Regions from separate parts of the Mus musculus genome. Here region 2 is linked to region 1. A link is a contact called in public HiChIP or PLAC-seq data. All regions are on one chromosome and are shown on one strand. The core of a region is the stretch at or near the end of the contact, and the rest is flanking DNA. Distances in the headings are between cores, read along the strand shown.

Region 1 (7,055 bases), core at 1,647-4,146:
AGGGAGGGAGAGCTGGTTTTCTTTAATGTTGGCCATAGTGGGCATAAAGTTGGATGGGTAGGGAAGTGGGGGGGGGGAAGACCTAGGAGAAGATGGGTAGGACTGAATACCGTCAAAACTCAGCTCATTTTATGAAAACTCTCAAATAACTAATTTGAAAAATGCTTCAAGTAGAAAAGAGGTCCCATTCATATTAATACATATAAAATTGTGAATAAAATGTGTAGTAAATTATCTTTGAAACAGATAAGGGTGTGGCCAGTGCAGAGTATCTTCATTTGCCCACAGGTTCTGGCTACACCTAACAGATACCAGCTCGTTGTACAACCAGGCTGCTACTCAAGTTTAGGCAAACAAACTGAAGGTACTGAATTTAAATTAACTCAACTTTATTCTGTCCTTAGCTCAAACTCCTGCATTAATCTTTCTCTTCCCCAATGTGATAAAGGACTGAAGCTTTGCTTATTTGGGGTCAAGACCCCCTGGTTATTTTGATAGTATCAGGGATCCCTTAAACAGTTTCCAGCAGAACTTTACTCTCAATGGCCAGCAAGTCTCTGCTTATCCACACTAAGTTCTTCCAAACATGAAGCCCCTCTCTGAACTCTGGCAACTGAAGTACACATGCTAGCCCAGGGAGTATGCCCGTACCAGACCTTGCTTGTATGCCTCAGCCAAGTCCTTAAGGAAATGTGACTAATATCTGCATGTGCACTGTAGCGGCCCCACGCAGGAGTGACATGTCCCGTTGACTGACAGACTCCAAGCAGTGAAGATGGACCCCGGGCTGAGTACTCACTTAAGGAGCTCCTTCTCGCGCATCTCCAGCTGCAGCATGATGGCGCTCAGCTCCATGTACAGATTGTTAGCCCGTTCGAGCTTTCTCTCGTAGTGCTCCCGAATATCCAGAGCATGCCTGTCAATGAAAACACAGCATGAGCAAGACCCTAATGACATGTGCAGTGGTTTGCTTCAAGGCACTAGGTCCAGGGAAATCTGAACTGTGCAGTTTATCCCAAGGGCCCCTCCAGCCATAGCATAGAGCCAGGTCGGCCACAGATAAAGAATATATCAGGGTGCACAATTTTTTTTTTGAGACAGGGTTTATCTGTGTAGCCCTAGCTGTCCTGGAACTCATTCTGTAGAGCAGAAATCCGCCTGCCTCTGCCTCCCAAGTGCTGGGAATTGCTGAGTTTCCTGAAGCTTTGAGGTTAAACTGCTCCACCTTCAGAACCACGAGCAGTACATTTCTTCTGTTTATAAATTGCTAAATCTATGGCTTTTTTTTTTTATAGAGACCTAACTGCCTATTACAGTGGAGGCCAGGAGCTAGAGCTTATAAACTCCTGGCCTCCCACGGCACTGAGAACAGTGGAAGTGCTCTAAGACTCTCTGTGGTAAAGGACCCTACAGGTGGGAAACAGTTGAGAGGCGGTAAAGAGTTACACATGAAGGAAGCTATGTGTGTGGGTGTACATGGACCATGGTGTCCATGTGGAGGTCCAAGGTCAACCTCAGCTGTCGATCCTCACCTAGTGCTGAGCAGGGGTCCCTGCTTGCCTCTGCACTGCACACCCCAGGCTGGCTGACTCAGAAGCTTCTGGGAGCCTCCTGTCACTGCCTCCCATCTTGCCCCAGGAGCTCTTGGGTCACAGCTGCCATGGCCTGCTTTGAATGGGATCTGGGAATTCGAATTCAGTTCCTCATACTCCTGTGGCAAGACCTTGTCACTGAACCATTGCTAACTACAGGGTAAGCTTCTGTTGTTCATATGTTAATCTTTTTATTTTTTTCTTTTGTTTTTTTGTTTTTTGTTTTTTGTTTTTTTGAGACAGGGTTTCTCTGTATAGCCCTGGCTGTCCTGGAACTCACTTTGTAGACCAGGCTGGCCTCGAACTCAGAAATCCGCCTGCCTCTGCCTCCCGAGCGCTGGGATTAAAGGAGTGCGCCACCATGCCCGGCTTTTGTTAATCGTTTTTGTTGTTGTTGTTGTTGTTAATCATTTTTTTTTAACTCACACGAAAGTTGTATGTATTTACAAGGTACCAAGTGATATTCTGATATATGTATTTGTTGTACAGTGTTCCAATCAGGGACTGGAGAGATGGTTCAGCAGATAAATGCATGTACTGGATAAATGCTCTTCCAGAGGACCGGAGTTCAGATCCCAGCACCCCATCAGGTGGCTTACAACCACCTGTGCTCCAGGACATGTGATACGCCTGGCCTCTGTGGGCGTCCACACTCATGTGGTCATACACAGACTCAAATATAATTTAAAATAATAAAAGTGGGAAAAAATCAGGGTAACCATGGTAGTCTCCTCCAACAATGATCATTTCTTTATGCTGGAAATATTCCAAATCCGTTCTTCTAAGCTTCTTTAATTCAAAATTAAAAAAGAAGAAGAAAAAAAGAAATCCCAAAGTTTAAGTGTGGTGGCTCGGGCCTACAATCCTCGTATCCAGGAGGCAGAGGAAGGCAGGCTCCAGTGATTTCTAGCAGCATAATCTACATACTAAGACCCAAGCTAGCAAGGACCACACAGAGAGACCTTGCCTCAAATAAGCAAACAAACGACTCCGAGTGAGGGAGGAAGCGAGGTGAGCTATTAAGCTATTATCTTTACCTGTCGTGACGAGAATTGAAGAACTTTCTTCTAATTATAACAGCATCCATTAGTCAGCTTCTCCCCCCTCCCCCGCCCATCCCTCTGCACAACCTCCCAGTCTACAGCAAGCACCATCCTAGTCTCTGCTTCTTTGAGATCAGCCTTTTCAGACTCCCCGGGAAGGCCAAATCTGAGCAACTGAGAAAGCTAGGGGAAAGATGAGGGAGAAGGAAGTGGCGATTCACCAGTGTTCCTGCTCATGTCTGAACCTTAGGGTGAGAAGAGGGGCGGGGTCAGCTGACCTGAGCACTGGGGTGAGAAGAGGGGCGGGGTCAGCTGACCTGAGCACTGGGGTGAGAAGAGGGGCGGGGTCAGCTGACCTGAGCACTGGGGTGAGAAGAGGGGCGGGGTCAGCTGACCTGAGCACTGGGGTGAGAAGAGGGGCGGGGTCAGCTGACCTGAGCACTGGGGTGAGAAGAGGGGCGGGGTCAGCTGACCAGAGCACTGGGGTGAGAAGAGGGGCGGGGTCAGCTGACCTGAGCTCCTCCCTGCGCCGGCGAATCAGTTCTTCATCTAATCGGTGTATACAGGTCCCTTCACTTTTGATTTTCTCAAAATGTTTCTTCACTTCTTCTCTCCATTCAGCCTGAGTGAGGAAAGTTTAATTTTGTGAATGTTGTAGTTTCCTTCCCTGACGGGTCCATAGGACCGTGTGCAAGGCATTTCCTTCTGTGCCTCTGCATGCTTTCCCCAAACTTCCTACAAGAGCTCCGGCAGGGGAGTGCCAGAAGTGCCAAATCAAACCCCAAACATCCCCACCCCACCCTCTGTCCTGACACAGTGCTGTCTCTTTTCCAGTTTCTCCACAGCAGTGGCCATCAGAACAGCACAGGGTACAGTGATCTGGACAAAAGTGATCAGCTGACGGCAAGGGAGTATGGAGGCAGAAAGAAAGTCCTGCTGACGGAGGTTCACAGGTCTGGGAGGTTCTGAGTCATCTTCACGTCCGCTGTCACACTGGCTTTGCTTAGGACAAAAACCCAAGAGAAGCTCAGAAGCCCAGCATCCCAGAGAGACACAGCCCCTGCTTGCACTGTTAGGAGTCCCATGAGAATGTCAAGTACACAACCATGACACATACGGACAGGTCAGACCTACATAGGCCCCTGGGAGGCCCTGTGAGCTCTGCTTAGTTGATTCTGTGGGCCACGTTCTCGTGGTTTCTTCAACCTCCCTGGCTCCTACAATTCCTCCTCCCTTTCTCACTAGGATTCCCTAAGCTCCGTCTAATGTTTGGCTGTGGGTCTCTGCATCTGCCCCTACCCTAACATTTATTTTTGCATTTAATTTTTAGTCAATAAATATATGTAATAAACTGTCTCTTCTGACAATAAATCTTTGAAATAATATTGGGAGCCACTGCAGAGATGGAATTCGAGTCAGAAAAATTCATTTTAGAAACTTAATAACATTAAGTGAGAAAAAGCCATATGTCTACTATGAAAGTTAGTACTAATGGTTCAGTTCTAAGCTGGGCCCGTGGTGCCGGCCTACAAGCCCAGCTATTTAGATAATGAGGCAGGAAGAATCCCATGTTCAAGATCTGTCTGTGCTATAGAGGGAGTTCAAGGCCAGCCTGGGCAACTTAGCAAGACCTTGTATAAAAACAAAACAAAATAAAACAAAACACCAACAATAAAGTCTAAGGTAGAGCTGGTGGGAGAGTGATTGCCCAGCACCTGAGAGGCCCTAGGTTCCACTGCTAGTGCTGCCACGATGATGATGATGATGATGATCTTGTACACACAGAGGGATTAATTACCACTATGCCTTGTGATCATGCCCGTGTCTGGCTAGGGATAGGAAACATTTCCTCGTCTCTGCTCGCTCCTTGCTCATAGTGACAGTGGGCAGAGCACCATCCTTACTGCATTTTCACCCAACAGCCATACTCCTCCCCTTCTCTGGCTCCGTGCCTGTCTAGCCTGCTCTGTCCTCAGTCTGGAGAGTCTAGTCTGGTGGCCCGTGACCTGCTTCAGCCAGTGTGGCACTATGGCAAGCACGATGCCATGCAGCATGAACATCACCTGTACTGGCCTTGCTTTCCTGATCCATTTGCCACTGTGAAAGCAAACAGGAGTGAGGAAGCCTGAGCTAGCCTGAGGCGGGCCTAGCCTGAGGTGGGGCTAGCTTAAGGCGGGCCTAGCCTGAGGCCCAGCTAGCGGCCAGGCAGGACAGAGGAGCTCTAGCTCCTAGCCAGACGCCAACACACCTGTTAAGGGACCACCTGGGACCAGCCACCTTCCTGCTCACCTGGGATCTGACTACAGACATCCAGGTAATTCCAAAGCATCACAGAAACTGTGTGGCTTAAACTGCCTACAGAATGGTAGGCTAAATAAATACTTTTTTTTTAACATGTAAGTTGTGGGAAATTTTAGTACAGTGACGGCTAACAGATGCTGTAATTCTGTCGTGGCTGTGTCTGGTCCTCAAGTTCCTGCCCTAGTTTTCAGCTTTTGTGCATCAAAGTGAGCAAGGCCTTCATGAGGAGCAGCAGTGACATTGACTCCAGTATAGCCTCGATGCGGCCCTCACACCCTCTCCCCTCTTAACGACGCCACCAGGATTCACAGTCGCACCTCCAACTATCACAGTTACTGTCTCACAACGAATAGGGTCATGTGACTGTTACGTGGTTAACAGTACTTCTTAGCTGTCCCTTCAGTCCCACGAGGCAGGGATGTGCTGGCTTACCTGAGACTTGAAGTAAGTTTCTTGAGGGGTGGCGAGCACATCTGCAGACGCGATATCCAGATGCATGAGCGTCTGCCTGAAAGAAGGTCGGTTGCGAGGCTTACTCTGCCTAAGAGGAAAGATATCATGCTCATCTCAGAGGCTGTGTCTGGGGGTAGAGGGCAGGGGCTGAGGCTTTATTCTGCTTATGACATACACATTTTATTCCAAGAACTGCTATATCCCACACAGCTTAGATGTGCTGGAGTACAACGGGAAAGGCAGGTAGGATAAGCATCTAGAGAGGGCCTGGAGAGTTAGGTCTGCGACCTCCTGGGGACAGTGAGGTGATTCCAGCCATCAGCCTTTAGGCAGGGAACTGTCTCAAGACATCACACTGAACCCCTCGCTCATAATTTGATCAGTCATACGCAACTCCACGAGTAGGAGCTGGATCTGCCCTATTTCACAGGTAACAAAAAGTCAGAGGCAGCGTTTGAGTGCAAGGTTCTAAAATTCTGCAGCTTTCGTCATTCCACCACAATGTGGTTCCTTCCAAGCACCCTGTAGAGGTGCCTCTGCTCTTTTAGAGAAACTTTAATAGCTCTTTAGGCAGAAAAGTAAGAGAGAACAGCAGAAGAAATGCCATTCTTACCATGTCTGTTTCATAAGGATTTTGAATCCATCCGGGCAAGTGGAAGGAACTGGGAGATGCAAGCTGTTGCTGCCGACACCCCAAATGATGGCGGAAGAGTCCACATCCTTGTAGGGAATCTCCCCTGTCAGCAGCTCCCAAAGTACCACACCAAATGACCTGCAGCAGGCAGGGACACAGAAGGCGGTTCAGGGGGTGGAGTCACACTTCAGCTCTTTAATTAATTAAAGACCTGGTCGATGGGCTATGCTTGCAATCTCAGCGCTCAGAGGCTGAGCTGGGAGGCTCATGAGTTCAAGGAGAGCCTGGGTGCATGGCAGGTTTCAGGCCATGCTGAGCTGTGTGGTGGGACCCACATTTATCAAGACCAAGTCAATTTCGTTTCATATATTTTACTCAAAAAAAGTGAGCGTCATGCTATGCATTTTATAAGGCCTTCGACACTAAATGTTGTTCAAAATTAAATTCTAGTTTCCCAGGAAGTTCAGTGTATTCATGGAGATGCCTCAGAACCGATCCTGGGTCAAACCTTAGATAATGTGAAACCAGAATCAACCGGAAGTGAGATGCAAAGAAGTGAGAAGCAGGAAGGGCAGAAATCAGGCGGAAGTGGGCGGGGCTTCGGCCAGGGAGCTCTACCCACCATATGTCCACCTTCTCCGAGACAGGCTCATTCCGGATCACCTCTGGTGCCATCCACGCGACGGTGCCAGCGAAGGACATCTTGGTGCTTTTATCACTGAGTTCCTTAGATGTGCCAAAGTCTGAAATTTTCACTGCATCTGTGTGAGTCACTAAAACACTTTAAAAAGAAACAAAGAAAACAAACAGATCATTAGCGCTAGTGAGAACTATGAGTGTAAGCAGTGAGTGACACGCTGCCCACCGGCTTCCACGCTGCAGAGTTCAGTTTACAGCTCCCATTGCTCTTGGGCACCACATAGAAGCCTGTGCCCGGCAGGCACTCATCCTTCTCCACTTGCTGACAGTGACTTCTGCCAAGCCACTGAGTCTTCTAACCTATTTTCTCTCTATAACCCACGAATGGGATGA
Region 2 (7,055 bases), core at 1,647-4,146, 75 kb before region 1:
CATGGCTCAGTGGGTAAGAGCACTCGACTGCTCTTCCGAAGGTCCTAAGTTCAAATCCCAGCAACCACATGGTGGCTCACAACCATCCGTAACGAGATCTGACTCCCTCCTCTGGTGTGTCTGAAGACAGCTACAGTGCACTTACATATAATAAATAAATAGATCTTTTTTAAAATATTGCAATTCTTGATCGTTATGTTGTGTCTGGAAACTAGAATTGTCACCCGTATTTGCCATTTTTGCCTTTTCTCTCTCGGTGGCTGGAGTTGGATGCAGGGCCCTGTGCATGTGTGTTCCATCTCTGAGGAGCTCCCTAAAGCCTCTGTAATATTGCAAAGGTCCAAAGGTCCAAAACCAAGGGCCTCAAAACTCTTCATTTAACTCTTGCATCTTAACATACATCCACATATATTTTCCTTTTCTTTAAATTTGATTTTATATTTTTGTTGTATTCCTCAGTGTATGTGTGTTCACCATATGCATGCAGTAGCCAATAGAGGTGAGGAGAGGGTTTCAAATCTCCTGGAGCTAGTCACAGGTGGTTAATATAACACATGTGGGTGCTGGGAACTGAGCCTGTGTCCTCTGTAACAGTCTGTGAGTGCTTTTAACCACGGAGCCATCTCTCTAGCCTCCACATTTTTTTTTTAAATGTGCATGAATGTTGCTGTGTGTATATATGTATGTGTACTGTGTGTGGGTCTCCTGCCTATGGCAGAACCTTTAGAACTGGAGTTCCAGGCAGTTGTGAGCTGCCACTTGGGTGCCCTTAACCACCAAGCCGTCACTCCAGCTCTCACTTCTATCATCTTGCAACTTGAGCTTTTGTTTGTCTCCAACTCTCCTCCATTGCCCTTTGAACCGAAGCCTTGAGCAAGCATCTGCCTCCTTTTGCTCCTTATTCCTGTCTTCCCTTCCCTCCCCCTGCTCCTCCCCCTCCTCTCCTCTCCCCTTCCCATTCATTTCTTCCTCGTTCTTCTTTTTTTTCTACAAGGGATTGAACTCAGGGTCATTCACACTAGCCATGCTTTACCACTAAGCTGCATCTCCTGCCAGTTTGCTTTCCTTGCTTTTGCTGCTGATGCGGTGGCCTCCTCCTTCTCCTCTTCTTCCTCCTCTTCGTCCTTTTTTTTTTTTTTTGGTGTTTTTGTTTATTTATTTATTATATATAAGTACACTGTAGCTGTCCTCAGATACTCCAGATTTTTTGTTACGGATGGTTGTGAGCCACCATGTGGTTGCTGGGATTTGAACTCAGGACCTTCAGAAGAGCAGTCGGTGCTCTTAACCACTGAGCCATCTCGCCAGGCCCCCCCCCTTTTTTTTTTGAGACAGGGTTTTACTATGCAGCCCAGGCTGACCTTGAACTCACAGAGATCCACCTGCCTCTGCTTCCTGAATGCTGGGGTTAAAGGCATGTGCCATCACAATCCACCCAATTTTGCTTTTTGAGGTCAGATTGACAGCCCATCTCCTCCTCTGTCTATTACTGGTGGGTCTCTGCCTTGTCCTTTCCTTTTAAGTTTACTTGGAAATAACTGAAAAAGCTACAAGACTAGGAGAGCACACAGAGCAGAAGCAAACCTCTGTGCAGATTTACCCATTGGTTCCTTGGCCTTGAGCCTGTGCTCAACCAGTGCACCCACTCTGCAGCCCTAGACTGATTTATTCTTAACATTTTTGGCACACAGATTTCATCGTCAGTTAGCTGTTTATATTTTCTGAATCATTTGTTTGGCCCTTTACCTTTAAATGTTTAGTTATATTTAGTTAGATTTTCTAAGAATTGGTATTTTCCCTTTTATGACTCTCTTAGTCATTGTTCTGTTGCTGTGAAGAGACACCAGGACAGCAACTCCTATACAGGAAAGTGTTCAATTGGGGCTGGCTTACAGTTTCAGAGGTTTGTCCATTATCATCATGACGCGGAGCATGAGGGCAGGCATAGCAGGCATGGTGTTGGAGAAGTTGAGAGCTACATCCTGATCTGTAGGCAGAGAGATTGGGGGAGAAGTGTGTGTGTGTGTGTGTGTGTGGGGGGGAGGATCAGGCCAAGTGTGGGCCTTTGAAACAAGAAGACCTTCTTTCTACATTTGTGCTGTCCCTTCCGTGAGTCCTCCTTTCTTCCAAGACTGTTCTGCAGGGTGAAGGCTCGAAAGGAGAGCTTGAGGAGCCTAGAAGAAAAGGGGCTCAGCACCAGCTGATATGGTCTGCGTTTTCAGATGCTCAGGGCAGGGCAGACCACCCTCTGACCATCCTCCCAGGAGAGGGCTCTACACAGAGACCATGGAGACTCCTTTGCCGACTCTCTGGCTGTGTTCTGTCTCTCCAAGGATACACAGCCTAGAAATTACCATTCAAGGAGAATGGGGTCTCACAGGGTAGACACACCCATACCCAGTACCCAGAATAGATCCCTGAAAGATGATTTCAGTGTGCTGTAAGTGAGGCACTCACAGATTCTGAGGGAGCGGGCTAATGAGGATGTACTTAAGGCTGGGAGGGTTGTAGAAGCTCCATTGAGCTAACTTCTGCTTTTGAGCTTGAAGGAGTCTGGGGAAAGATGTCCAGACAAACCAGGAATCACTACTTAGAAATACTGGATTGGGCTGGTGAGATGGCTCAGCGGTTAAGAGCAAAATCCCAGCAACCATATGGTGGCTCACAACCATCCATAACAAGATCTGACGCCCTCTTCTGGAGTGACTTAAGACAGCTACAGTGTACTCACATATGTTAAAATAAAATAAATAAATCTTCTTTAAAAAAAAAATACTGGATTAAGTATGACTTTTTCACCATCACTGAACTAGCTCCAGGCTCTGGGGAGGCGCTGTGGGGGAGGCGCTGTGGGGAGGCGCTGTGGGGGAGGCGCTGTGGGGAGGCGCTGTGGGGAGGCGGTGTAAAGAGGACTGTAAGAGCATCAAGGAGGGGATCACAGCACTGTCTTGCTTAGGAGGCACTGCATGATGCCGTCTAATTCTCATTTCCAGACACGGATGAAACATGCCCGTCCTTCACCAGACTGAGCTTCCACAGCGCGGTGGTTGGTACAGGACTCTCCGTGAGACTGATGCTCTACACACAGAGAGACCAGACCTGTGCACAGATCATCAACTCCACAGCTCTGGGGAGCTTAAATGTGACCAAGAAAACCACTTTTATAATCCACGGTTTCCGGCCAACAGGCTCCCCTCCGGTTTGGATAGAGGAGCTGGTACAGAGTTTGATCAGTGTACAAGAGATGAATGTAGTGGTTGTTGATTGGAATCGAGGAGCGACAACTGTGATATACCCCCATGCGTCTAGCAAGACCAGACAAGTAGCTTCTATTTTGAAGGAATTTATTGACCAGATGTTGGTAAGAAAGACTTGTCTGAGATGACCTTGGTGGCTGGTTTGGAAGCTTAAAACCAAGAGGTATCACTTGGTTGGATGGGAGTGGGGAGGGGGTGGGGGGTGGCTACTTTTTAACATTTTGTAACCTTGTGCGAATCCGAATAAACCCAGGGAAGAGGGTGTGGCCCTGCAGGTTGTCCATCCCCACAGCAAAGGGGTATGGAGCAATGTTCTCGTTTTAAATGTTTTAGATCTTAAGTCCTGCATAATCTTCTGTAGCTAGTGACAAAAAGCCTTGTGAAAGGAGCATCATTTTGTTACTACCATGAGGGTGGGTGTCTTTGAGTAGGAGGGGCTCTGCTTAGAGTTGTTAGCTTAAACGCCTGGACCTCCTTCAACGTCTGTAGCTTGTTCAGCTAAAAGACCAAGCTATTAATGTCCAGATTATTGCCAACCACAGTGAAACGGGACAGTCAATGTTTTTAGAAAGCCTCCCAAGGCAGGACCTTAGCTTTTATTTAGAGACTGTTCTCAAGAGCTGTGCCCCACCGACTTTAACATAACAAAGATGTGACATGAGCCAGGGTGTGGTGGCACAAGTTTTTAATCACAGGGCTCAGGAGGCAGAAGCAGGCAGAAGCAGGCAGATCTCTGAGTTCAATACCAGTCTGGTCTACAGAGTGAAAGAACCTAGTGGGGAAACCCACACTCAATTCCCGAATTCTCGATTCAGCGCGCACCCAAGAATCACGAACAGATGACCATCTTGATGTAAAAGCATGAGGTAGTTTAATGACGGAGCTCCGGGCCAACATGTATCTCCCGCAGGAGACAGAGGTGTCGACCACATGGTGGAGCCAAAATGGCGGAGCTCCGGTTCGAAACGTATCTCACACAGGAGACAGTGGTTTCGACCCCGAGGCTTGGAAGCTAGGGACTTTTATAGAAAAGGGGTGGGGCTGGGGGAGGAATTGGCGCGGTTTTACATGATTGGTCCATTTAAACATCAACAGACTGTCAGAAGGGCGGGAGATAGGGAGGCACTAGGCCAGTCAGGACATGTAACGACAGGCCTGCCCAGGCATGTCCTGGCCTGTTCTGCTATGTTCTTAGCCCCAGGTTTCAAAGCTCACAAACAACTCTTTGGGCTATTTGACATAAATTACATGAATAACATGTCTCAAGTTTTATTTCCTTTCAAGAGCAAGTTCTAGAATAGCCAGGTCTACAACGAGAGGCTGTGTCTTAACCAAACCAAACCAATATCACATGAAGTAAGAGCAATTTCAAAGAGATCCCCATGTGGTGACCACTGTAGCTGGTGGTGACATGAGTTTTTTTGTGAGCTCCCCAGCAAGCAGGCTGACATTTGGTGGCTCAGAGAGAGCTGCCTGCAGCCTGTGGTCAGTGAGGTCTACCTTCCCTCACCTTTTCTTCCCTGGGACAGTGACTCCATTAGGAGCTCATCAAAGTGTTTTACCATCTCTTCCCCTATCTGGAAGCCGTAAACATGTCTCTGTTTGGCTTCCAGCAGGAAGTGTCAGGAGTGGAGACACTAAAAGACACAAATTTGGGGCTAGCAGGTTGGTTTGAATCCTGCTCTGTACCCTCCCCACTGGGTCAGATGACCTCAACTCTGGGCTTCAATGTCCTTATTTGTATATTAAAGGAGTTGTATTGACATTGCCGGAGGCTGCAACTTCCCCTCATTTTCTTCCATGGTGGGATTGATCCTAAGGCTTATAATATAGGAGGCAAGCTACCTCTCCAGCCCTCTTTCGACATTCAAATGAGACAGTAGGGGCTTAGGAGTTGACTCAGTTGATAAACACTTGGTGTACAAGCAAAAAGACCTGATTTCAACCCCCAGAACCTAATGAAAACTCTGGGCACAGCAGTAAACAGTGCATTCCTGTAATCCCTGACCCAGGAAAGCAGAGACAGTGGACTCCCTAGCGCTTGTTGGCTAGTCTAACCAAATCAGCTAACTCCAGGCTTGGTGAGAGACCCTGCCTCAAAAAAAATGAGGTGGAGAGGAATTGAGGGAGACATCTAACTTAAAAAGAAAGGTTTCTTTCTTCTTTTTTTAATGTATACGAGTATTTTGCCTGCATGTATATGTGTGCACCACGCATGTGTTGGTGCCTACAAAAGTTAGAAGGTGTCATTGGAGCCCCTGGAACTGAATTACATACAGTTGTGAGCTGCTAAGTGGTTGTGGAGAATCGGACCTGGCTCCTCTGCAAGAGCAACAAGTGTTCCTAGCCACTGAGCTATCCCTCCAGCCTGACACCTGACTCTTTGACCTCTGACCTCTACTAATAAATGTATAGATGTGCATGCATATCCACCCACACACAAGATAGCCCAAGTGAGAACAGATATAAAGCACTTGGGAAAATCCCTCCAAGTAAGCAGGAAATCTCAGCAAGTGTGGTCAATTTCTTGAACTCTTACAATTTATTAATGAACTTCTAGGTCAAAGGAGCTTCTCTGGACAACATTTACATGATTGGAGTAAGTCTAGGAGCCCACATAGCTGGATTTGTTGGCGAGTCGTATGAGGGGAAGCTGGGGAGAGTCACAGGTAAGGTTCCTGTCGGATATCAGGGGTCTCTCCTGGGCAGGTGCTCTCTGGAGAGCGCCACCACACAGGCAATATTGACCTCAGCCCACGTAGAACATTTTGCAAACTGTGTATGTCACAGAAAAGCTTGGTGGTGACCTTATTTTTCTTATGGTAACCCCCTTCCAATATCTCATGGGGATCTATCTGTGCCCAGAGCGCAACTCACCAGGCATGACTGTAAACTCATGGACGGAAAAGGAGACGGGAAATTCGTGGCTAAATATCAGCTTTCTAGCAAACATGATTGAAAAGACCGGATTTGAACGAGGCCAAACCCTAAAGAACAAAGACTCGTTCTGGATCTCTTGTCTAGAGCTGAGGAATTTTCCACAGCTCTTCCCAGGCCTGAGGGTGGGCTCCAGCTTTCAGGAGGTTATCATTCACCTTTCCCGGGATTCGTCTTCATGCACAGGCTTTTAAGTTTAGGGAGACTGTAAGACAGAAGTGTGTAGGAGGGGAGGAAATGTAAACGACTCCGAACCCATATGGGGGGGTGTGGTAACCTCTCACCCCAAATCCCTTTCCCTGCACCCAACTTGCTGGCATGGCTTCCCCGGGTTTGTCTTGGATTCTTTTTTCTTACTTTTCCCCAAAGCCAAGGCTACCTTAATTATCTAATTTCTCTACCTTTCTAGGAAACCAAAGTAGTTTTAAAAGTTCAGAATGTATTATTATCACTATATATTTTAAAAGCAGTGTCTATACGAGAGAGAGAGAGAGAGAGAGAGAGAGAGAGAGACAGACAGACAGACAGACAGACAGACACTCTCACTTAGAAGGACAGAGGCTTGGGTTTGCCCCACCCTGGAAATCCCTTTCTGATAGAGGGAACGGTATCTTTCTCATGCTGTGTGTATAAGTGACTGCTTATACAATTGCTGGTTTCTATGCTGATTTCCTTGGTAGTAACTAATGATGTCATTGCCAATTGGAGGTCACTGATCACAGAGCTAGGAAGAAATGGACCAGATGTACCCTTAAACCAAGAGTTTCATTCTACCCAAATGCTACGTTCTCCCCTGTGCCCTCCTGACCACGTGAACTGCAGCGTTCCTAGACTCTAATTACAGAAATTTCCCAAACCAGG

The links. HiChIP or PLAC-seq counts read pairs in DNA pulled down with a chosen protein or histone mark.
Region 2: an H3K27ac HiChIP or PLAC-seq map of embryonic stem cells shows a contact between it and region 1, with 11 read pairs. The contact joins two enhancer-like sites. A contact is called at or near these places in 1 of 15 datasets of contacts at CTCF or cohesin (the NIH/3T3 cell line), 2 of 484 Hi-C or Micro-C datasets (embryonic stem cells and nephron progenitors), 3 of 115 datasets of contacts at active chromatin or transcription factors (all in embryonic stem cells) and 4 of 9 other capture datasets (adipose tissue, embryonic stem cells, liver and 1 more).

What each region holds. Positions count from the first base shown.
Region 1 is chr16:21,904,867-21,911,921 of GRCm38.p6, reverse strand. Map3k13 (mitogen-activated protein kinase kinase kinase 13) reads right to left here. Exons shown (of 13, transcript NM_172821.3): 4 at 6,646-6,804; 5 at 6,003-6,161; 6 at 5,369-5,477; 7 at 3,148-3,257; 8 at 800-916. Among named protein-coding and RNA genes, the nearest start is that of Map3k13, 16 kb to the right of the region's middle. Within about 2 kb of position 2,896, at least 37 of the 459 cell types and tissues checked have an H3K27ac peak or open chromatin away from gene starts, as enhancers often do. A contact at or near this core is called in embryonic stem cells, where this site is marked.
Region 2 is chr16:21,980,207-21,987,261 of GRCm38.p6, reverse strand. Liph (lipase, member H) reads left to right here. Exons shown (of 10, transcript NM_001083894.1): 2 at 2,994-3,361; 3 at 5,818-5,926. Among named protein-coding and RNA genes, the nearest start is that of Liph, 12 kb to the left of the region's middle. Within about 2 kb of position 2,896, at least 13 of the 459 cell types and tissues checked have an H3K27ac peak or open chromatin away from gene starts, as enhancers often do. A contact at or near this core is called in embryonic stem cells, where this site is marked.